Linked DNA regions of Mus musculus: region 1 is linked to region 2. The links are chromatin contacts, called in public promoter capture Hi-C maps. All regions are on one chromosome and are shown on one strand. The core of a region is the stretch at or near the end of the contact, and the rest is flanking DNA. Distances in the headings are between cores, read along the strand shown.

Region 1 (4,493 bases), core at 1,171-3,670, 180 kb before region 2:
ATAGAGCAGGCTGAGCAAGCCAGGGGAGGCAAGCTAGTAAAGAACATCCCTCCATGGCCTCTGTATCAGCTCCTGCTTCCTGACCTGCTTGAGTTCCAGTCCTGACTTCCTTGGTGATGAACAGCAGTATGGAAGTGTAAGCCGAATAAACCCTTTCCTCCCCAACTTGCTTCTTGGTCATGAAGTTTGTGCAGGAATAGAAACCCTCTAAGACACTATATAAGCATAAGGACTGAGTTTAGATCCCATATAAAAAGCTGGGTGCACCCATGCATGTCTAACAATTGTGCTGGCTGGTACCATCTGGAAGATCCCTGGGACCTAGTGATGGCAAAGCCACAAGCTCTGGGTTCAATGGGAGATGCTGTATCAAAGGACTAAGGTGAAGAGGAATAGAATACCAGATGTCCTCCTGTGGCCTCCACATACATGCACGAGCATGCACACCTGCACACAGGTACACACATGCATACACCACATTCACACACACAATCGTTTGAGATACTTCCACTGTGTATCCTAGGCTGGCCTCCAACTTAATCCTGCTCATGCCTCCTGGGTACCGAGATTACAGACATGCACAAACATGCATGCTTGTCTCTAACAACTAAATTCTGATCATAAGATGCTTTGGTCTAAAGCTTCTTCAAAGGTTTTCTTACTGCTATCAAGAATGTATGAAATCCTGACCATAATCTATAGGGAAACAGATTTTTGTTTTGTTTTGTTTTGAGACATTGTTTCTCTGTATAGCCCTGGCTGTCCTGGAACTCACTTTGTAGACCAGGCTGGCCTGGAACTCAGAAATCCGCCTGCCTCTGCCTCCCGAGTGCTGGGATTAAAAGCGTGTGCCACCACGCCCGGCAGGGAAACAGAATGTAATGGTAATTTTTTTAAAAGGTGGGGCCAGAGAGACTGCTCAGTCAGTACAGTGCTTGCTGTTAATGTTTGAGGATATGAGTTTAATCTTCATCACCCATATTTAAAATTAAACAAACGCTGAGCACAGTGGCATTCATGTATAACCATAACACTGGGCAGGCAGAATCAGGAGTCCCCTGGGGCTTGCTGGCTGGACAGTCTTGCCAAATAAGCGATGAGATCTAGATTTATTGAGAGACCTTGTATTAGAAATTAAGAGTAAATTAGGAAGACACCCATGTCAATCTCTGGCCTTCAGGCACGTGTGCACATATGTGTGTATACACTCTTCCCACACATGCATGTGCTCTCTCTCTCTCTCTCACACACACACAAAATGGGGCAAAGAGGTTCCTGAGAAAACTAAAATTAGATCTACCACATGACCCAGCTATGTCTATAAGGACTCCAAGTTAGTCTATCACATAGATGTATATCAATCTCTACTGAAGCATTAGTCACAATTGTTAACAAACCTAGTTGCCTAACAACAGAGGGATGGATCAGAAACAGAGGATGGTATATACTCAAAAGAGTTTTCAGCCCTAAGAAGGAAGTTATGTTGTCATTTGCACAAAACTGAATATCACTGGAGATAAACATTATTAAGTGAATTAAGCCAGTCACAGAAGGAAAAAAATTCATTTATGATTCCTAGGTTTAATTAAACACATAAATCATATGACATGGAAAATGAAGTAAAATTACTAGGGAACTAATGGGAGAGACAGGGAGAAGACAGAAAATTTAGGAGTAGGAATATATATTCAAAATACAACATAAACTTGTATCAAGATGTCCTAATGTAACACAGTGCCATGTACAATAAATATTTTTAAAAGGAGAAAAGAATCGGGGCTAAGTAGAGAAAAACCAGCGAAGTGACTTTGGGGATGCTGCTTTGCAACTCTAATCCTCAGTCCTCCTGTCTCGTCTGTGCCAATTAGTCAACGACAGAAATCTTCTCTGTGTAGTTGAGGATTAAATGTTCCCCAGAAGTGCGATGCAGGGCACAGATTTTACCAGTTAGTGGGCCCATTTGCTTCATCGAGGTCAGCCCTTCTTCTTGGTCAATGACAATAGTAGTAAACTGTCTGAAACGCAGCTGGGGGTTTAAAAAAATATGCAAAAACAATTACTAGCGTGCATTCCACATAGCTAACACACGTGTTACCACCATCGCCATCATCTTTCCATCACTCTCGAATGCCTCTTTCTCAACTGCTTTATCTACTCAAACCTCCTTTCCTCCGGGAAGGACCGCTCCTCAGAGGTAAGGGCAGTACTTTCACGCGGTCCCTGCACACTGTCACTTCTCTAAAGTGGCTTCAGAGAGCCACCATACAACACCCCATGTCCAACTTCTCATCACTTCCCCTTTGTGGTGACGCCCCACACCACGTGAAAGCCACAAACACACCCCCGGAAGTGATCGGTGGTAGGCGTTCCCGTTCGATCATCCCACCCACTCCATCCTTGCTTGGTTCCTGCCTGCTCCGCTTAGACCGGGAAGGAGGCGGAACTAATGGTACGGACCGCCTGACGGTTCCCAGCCGGACAGAAGAGCGGAGGGCACTGGGCGTCGCGCCGCGCGAGCCCGGGGCCATCTAAGTGCTGCTCCCGCGACATGGCTTTCAATTTTGGGGCTCCTTCGGGCACTTCGGGCACCTCTACAGCCACCGCGGCACCGGCGGGTGAGTCAGCCCTGGGCCTACCTTCTTCCTCCAAGGAACCAAAGCCTCGGGCCCGCCCCCTCGATCCGATCGGTCCGGCTGGGGGGTCCCGGGGTTGCCCTGGCACTCGGGACACCTTGGAGTCATTTGGAGAGGGCGGTGGCGGTGGTGGCGGCGGCGGTGGCGGTGGGAGGGCCGCGGGCTGCTCAGGCTCAGCCTGGGGCTCGCACAGCACGCTCAACCCGCGTGGCTCGGCCGCCGCGGTGCTTCCCGCCATTGGGGTGTCCGCCCAGGAGAGGCCGGAGGCTACGCCCCTCTCATTTCCCGGGACCCCGCGTCCCCTCGTCCGTCTCAGCCTCAAGGTCCAGACGGGTAAAGTTGGAGCCAGGCTGCCCGCAGCTCCCTCTGTCCCCTCCCCAGCCCGGGGGGGGGGGATGCTCGGCCCCCGCCCGTGCTGCCCTTCGCTCCTTCTGTCTGTCCGCACCTTGGCTTTCTTCCCCTGATCCGGTGCAGGTCAGGTTTGTTCACGCTGTGAAACCTCTTGCTGATTCTTGTAATTCTTACCTTTCTTTCTTCTCCTTTTCTCTTTCCCTCCTCTCACCTTTTCAAATTTTTGTTTCTCTTGCCTCCACGACTATCAGGATTTGGTGGGCTTGAGACTGCCAACTCCACCGCCGGTGGGTTTAATTTTGGGGGTTTCGGATTAACCGCTAACCCTGCAGTGAACTTTAATATTGGGAATTTCGGTGTTTCTACTACCTCGGCGACTCCGTTCAATTTTGGTAACAGTCTGGCGAGTGCAGGTAGATACTGGGGTCATGTGTGTAACGAGTATGGGGGCTGGAGTCCAAGAATGTTCCGATGTCCCTAGAGTTTGGGGGAAGAAATGGCACTTGTCTAATAAAGAAAGGGGTTTATTTCCTAAGATCAAATCAAATATATTTAAAGTTTTGGCTGCTTTAAAAGATGTGGGTTTTGGAAAGCCTTAAAGAATTAGAATGCACCTTGGTTGGATTTTCATTTAATGATACAGAGCACAGCTTCCAAATGATAAGTTGGGAACCGAATATTTTTTAAAACATTAGCTTTAGCAGAAGGTAAGCGTTTCCCTGGGATTCTTGGACTCCTGCAGTCATTTTTCATTTTTTAATACATATTTCATTGGGATTTCATCTTATTGTCCTTGTGTTTCCAAGAGAAACAAGTCTTATACGAACAGCAGCGACCTGTCTTGTTTTTCAAACTGTAACGATGTTTTTCTAGCATTAACTCAATATATTAGGATGTATTTCTATATATAATTGTAGAAAGAATCCCGGATTCTTTGCTGGGTTTTTGGGAAATTTTCCATGAGTAGTTTTAATTTACCAATTAACACTGAGTTCTAAAAAGTAGGCTCGGCATCTTTTACTTTCAAAAAGAGGATGATGAAGGTTTTTGGTTTTTTGGTTTTTTTAATCTGTGGCTTGTTTGAAGATCACTGAAATTTTTCAGAACACAAATTAATGGATGTGTACGACCCAATTTAAGTTAGGCTTATGTGAGCTCGACATCCGTATGACTCTTAGAAAACTCTCCATCCTCAGCTGCTCGTATATGAATGTACTGTCCATAGTTTATGTTCCGTCAAGCCACTGCTGCCCGTGCCAATTATATGCATTTGGTAAGCCTTACTTCTAAACTTACTGGGAAAGTTGGGGATTTTGTCCATTTACTGGGTTTTACATTGTTGATGTCACCTTATCCTCTCAGTTAAAAATAGTGAAAAATACTTGGAAATTCCAAAGATAAAGGGACTCATTAAGAAATATTAGAAGCCGCACCCACCACCCCTGGGGTGTTTACCTTTCCTAGTTTGCTTAAAATTGGCACTGGGCAAAACAAACCTTATTTTGAAAT
Region 2 (4,024 bases), core at 1,095-3,594:
GGTTTCTCCTAAGGCTGGGTGAGGCTTAGTGGCAGGGTTTGCACCGATAGATAGATAGATGATAGATAGATAGATAGATAGATAGATAGATAGATAGATAGATAGATAATAGATAGAAAGATAGATAGACAAATGAGAGTTTTCTCTGAAGAGCAGAGACCTCTAATTTGAGTAAAATTTTCTTAAAGCTATGAACTCTGACTTTTGATTTTGTGTTTCCATTTAGTAGAAACTCATTTTTTGTAAACTTCTAATGTATTTTTTTAAATGTAAGCCTTATTAAAAATAAAACTACTTTCTTACTACTTTTGAAAAATATATGACACCAAATAATATCCTGTCATCGTTTGTTAATAAAATGTCAAAAAAAAAAATGCTAGCTGTGAAGAGAAAACTTATAATTTTGGGTCTTATAGCATTGTGGTATCTAAGCTCAAGAAATTCAGGGCTGAAGAATAGACCCAGGCGGATCCAGGCACAGCCAGATCCACCCTGTAGCTAAGAATGTCCGGCCATAAAAGATAAAAAAGAAAGTGCAGGAACTAGCCAGGGCTATCAGGACCAAATGGCCATCTGGCAGGATGGCGCCTCCCGGGTGGCACCTCCCTATAGCCCACCATAAATCATATACTGACCAGGTGTCCTGCTGACCTCGAGAAGTCCAAGCCTTTGTGCCCCCCTACACCTTAACTAGCATGTACTGCCCTGTTAATTTGTAATCACCTCGCCGACATTTAAATAAGCCAATCATGTGTAACCTCGCAAATTCCTTCGGCTCCCTCCCTTTTTGGTTTGTGGTTTTTGCCTTTATAAGCCTGTAAGAAGTTTGGGCCGGGGTCGAACTCCCCTGCCCCCTGCGCAGTGCATGAGTTTCGACCCCAGCATGCTGGCTTGAGTGCTCTTTTGTTGTTTGTGTGTGTGTGTGTGTGTGTGTGTGCCATTAAAAGCCTGTTGTTACAACGAGTAAGGTCTGAGTGTCCTACTGGGTGCACGCCTCCCCAAGAGGGACTCCCCTCCGGGATCTTTCAGCTGCACTTTGGCTACTTTGTGGGTTCTTTTTTCTTCCACCATTCAACTCCCTAAAGACTAGATAGGAGAGAGAAAAGGATAGAGGGGAAAGGGGTGATGTTATCACTAGACTACTTCCTGCTGATTACAGATGTCAAGTCCCTTGGGGCAAGTTTGACCTTTGCTGTCAGAATATCTAATTTCTTCTTGTTGTTTCTACTTAACAAGCCACAACCAAGCAGTCAACCAACAACCCACCTTTCCGGGCTCTAGCATTTATATATCCTCTAAAAAGTCCCCAGAATTCCAAACATCACACAGTCACAGAAAATCTGCTTCTGCTAGGGCATGAGGCAAATCATAGTCGTCTGCTACAAAGCAGCCCTGTATCCTAACATCTGGTGTTTTATAAAAAGATAAGGAGAGGAGGAATGTGTTTGGTGGAGGTGTAGTCAGGTGTGGGGGCAGGGGGCTCCTGTGCAGGACAGAGAAAGGCAGAGAGAGAGAGAGAGAGAGAGAGAGAGAGAGAGAGAGAGAGAGAGAGAGAGAGAGAGAATAGAGGAGTATAGGCCAGCCATGAGCATGTGGAGAGAGAGGGGGAAGGGAAGGGGAATGGGGAGAAGTCGGGTAAGGAGAGGGAACAAGAGCAGGAGAGCAAGAGAGAGAAGAGGAGGCAAGCAGCCCCTTTTATAGTGAGCCAGGCACACCTGGCTGTTGCCAGGTAACTGTGGGGCGGAGCCTAGACAAAACAAAACAAAACACCAACATCTAGGGTGGAAACAAAAACTTATCCATATAATATTGCTGCGTTTTAAAAAGAAAGCGGAATTACAAAATTCTCACTACAATACGCTGTCAGGGAGAATAAAAAAATCTGCAAGGCATCGAGTACTGTGTTCTGCCTGCTTACCCTGAAACTGTGAGCTTCTGCTTTTACATATAGTTTATTATTTATATTTCCTACTGGATGTAGGAAAGGGAACTGGGTATACACTCTGAAGGGATTCTGTCCCTGGGAAAGACATGATCTCTCAATCAAGTTTTGCAAACAGAAGGAGCCTCCCTGTGGGCTGCAGGAAGCACCCTTTGTGACTCTTGTGGAACAGCTCCAGCATCTGGCGCCCTGCAGCTGGTCTCTGTGGGGTCAGCACTCTCTTGTTTCTGGGTTAAGGAGCTCAGGCTCATCAGGCTGGCTTGGGGAACACGCCTCCTAATCCACAAGAGTAAGAAGATTTAGGACTGGAGCGGGGTGGGGGTGGGGGGTCCTCCACCCCCAACGAGAAGTGACATGCCACACTCTGCAGACTTGCCTCCAGTCCCCGGGCCTCCTTTGACCCAGGGTGTTGCTGCCCACGGCTTGAAGGTGGACATTGTGATTGTCACATGGCACTTGAAATGCATTGCCAGGGTAGTCGGTGTCATCCTGCTCCCTGAGAAGACAACATCAGACAAAGGTTAGACCTGACCCCATCAGGCAGTTCCATCCACCAACCGTGAAGAAAGATGGTGATCAGACACATGGGTTAGGTGCCTGCCTCCTCGTGTCTCAGAGTCAGCTAAGCTCCTGGAAGGTAAGCCCAGACTTCCCAGCCCGTGAGACAGAAATGGATGAGACCATGAAGTCAGCCAGTGAACTTAATATGGGAGGGAAAAGTTCGTTGCGGGCAACAGAGAGGGAAACATAGCTGCCTCGGTCTCCTGGAGCATCCTCAAGGGTTCCCTGGGCCCTAGGGACCTCCATCCAGGCAAACCTAGGATGTGTGGCTTCCATGAATGAAAACCAGTATAAGCAGAGTTGCATATTAAGTACATTTCTAATGTGGATATTAGGCCCAGGGGTTAATAGAGAGAGGCACTTTGGGGAAACAGTGAGACACTCCCATGCATGGCTGTAGCCTTGTGGATGAGAGTCAAACTTAAGTGTCTTTACAGCAGGTTTATATAGGATTTTAGTAGTTTTCAAGTGATCTCTCTAAGGGTTGCTAAGACCCAGGACAAATGACAGACAGACAGACAGACAGATAGACAGACACACACACACACACACACACACACACACACACACACACACACACACACGCACACACTTTTACTTTACATATATAAATGTTTGTGCATGTCTGGTGCCCGTGAAGATCAGAAAGGGTGTTGGGTTCCCTGACACTGGAGTTATAAATGGTTGTATGCCACTACGGGGCGGAGAGGGGTGCCAGGAATTGAACCCTGGTCCACTAAACGCACCACACACTTTTCAACTACTTTTTCAGTACTGCCCAAAGAGTATTGTAACAAGACAAAATTTTGAAGACTTTTTCTTAGTAAACAAAGTTATAAGGTGGGTTTGTAAGAGGCACCGTTCAGGGCGTGTTCAAGGTTACAGGTCGCTTTGGTTTTACATAAGCAGTTTATTTACCCTTGATCTCTGTAGGAATTCATGTATGGTTTTGGCCTGAGTAAGGATAGCTTCTCAGTTGCCTCCAACACCTTTTGTGAGAGGTCTGTGGAAAGCACAGAGTACCTAACTAGGCAGCTGCGGACCAAAGACGCTGGAAGTTTCATGACCCAATCAGAAGGACAGGCAAGCCAGGCCCCAGGACCACAGGCCATTTTCTTGTCACCTGCCCCACACCTACTTCTGCCCATCACTGTCATTCTCTCTGTCTTTCCCTCCTGCTTCCGTTTGGTTTGGGGATGGAGGTCAGTCAGAGAAAGCCTCTCTTGGAGAGGCTGCACTCGTGTTTTCTGGATTTCAAGTCCTGATAACCTACTTTCCCTCCACCAATTAGGCTGCTAGTGAACAGAGCAATAGATTGAAAAGAACGTGGTAAGGTCTGGCTGACTTGTCAAGTTCCAGAGGGACGGGAACCTCCCTCACAGAGTGGCATAATGTGGAAGTCACCGTGACTTATGACTTACAAAGACTGGGTCACAGCAACCTCCGGCGTGGCAGCTATCAGTCACTGTGGGAGGAGCCAGTTCAGTTCTGTGCGGCTCCTTCAACCTCATTTTCCAGAAG

Evidence for each region. Promoter capture Hi-C pulls out the DNA fragments that hold promoters and counts their contacts.
Region 1: a promoter capture Hi-C map of neural stem cells shows a contact between it and region 2. The contact joins the promoter of Nup54 here to the promoter of Ppef2 in region 2. A contact is called at or near these places in 3 of 39 promoter capture datasets (liver, neural stem cells and stem cell-derived epiblast-like cells), 1 of 115 datasets of contacts at active chromatin or transcription factors (pancreatic cancer cells) and 2 of 9 other capture datasets (adipose tissue and liver).

What each region holds. Positions count from the first base shown.
Region 1 is chr5:92,433,126-92,437,618 of GRCm38.p6, reverse strand. It overlaps Nup54 (nucleoporin 54), which reads left to right and starts at 2,420. Exons shown (of 13, transcript NM_001359995.1): 1 at 2,420-2,615; 2 at 3,236-3,397. The coding sequence starts at 2,549. Gm42114 (a long non-coding RNA gene) reads right to left here and starts at 3,008. Exons shown (of 2, transcript XR_880431.3): 1 at 2,637-3,008; 2 at 1,550-2,026.
Region 2 is chr5:92,254,598-92,258,621 of GRCm38.p6, reverse strand. It overlaps Ppef2 (protein phosphatase, EF hand calcium-binding domain 2), which reads left to right and starts at 2,344. Exons shown (of 17, transcript NM_011148.4): 1 at 2,344-2,579. Naaa (N-acylethanolamine acid amidase) reads left to right here. Exons shown (of 11, transcript NM_025972.4): 11 at 1-962.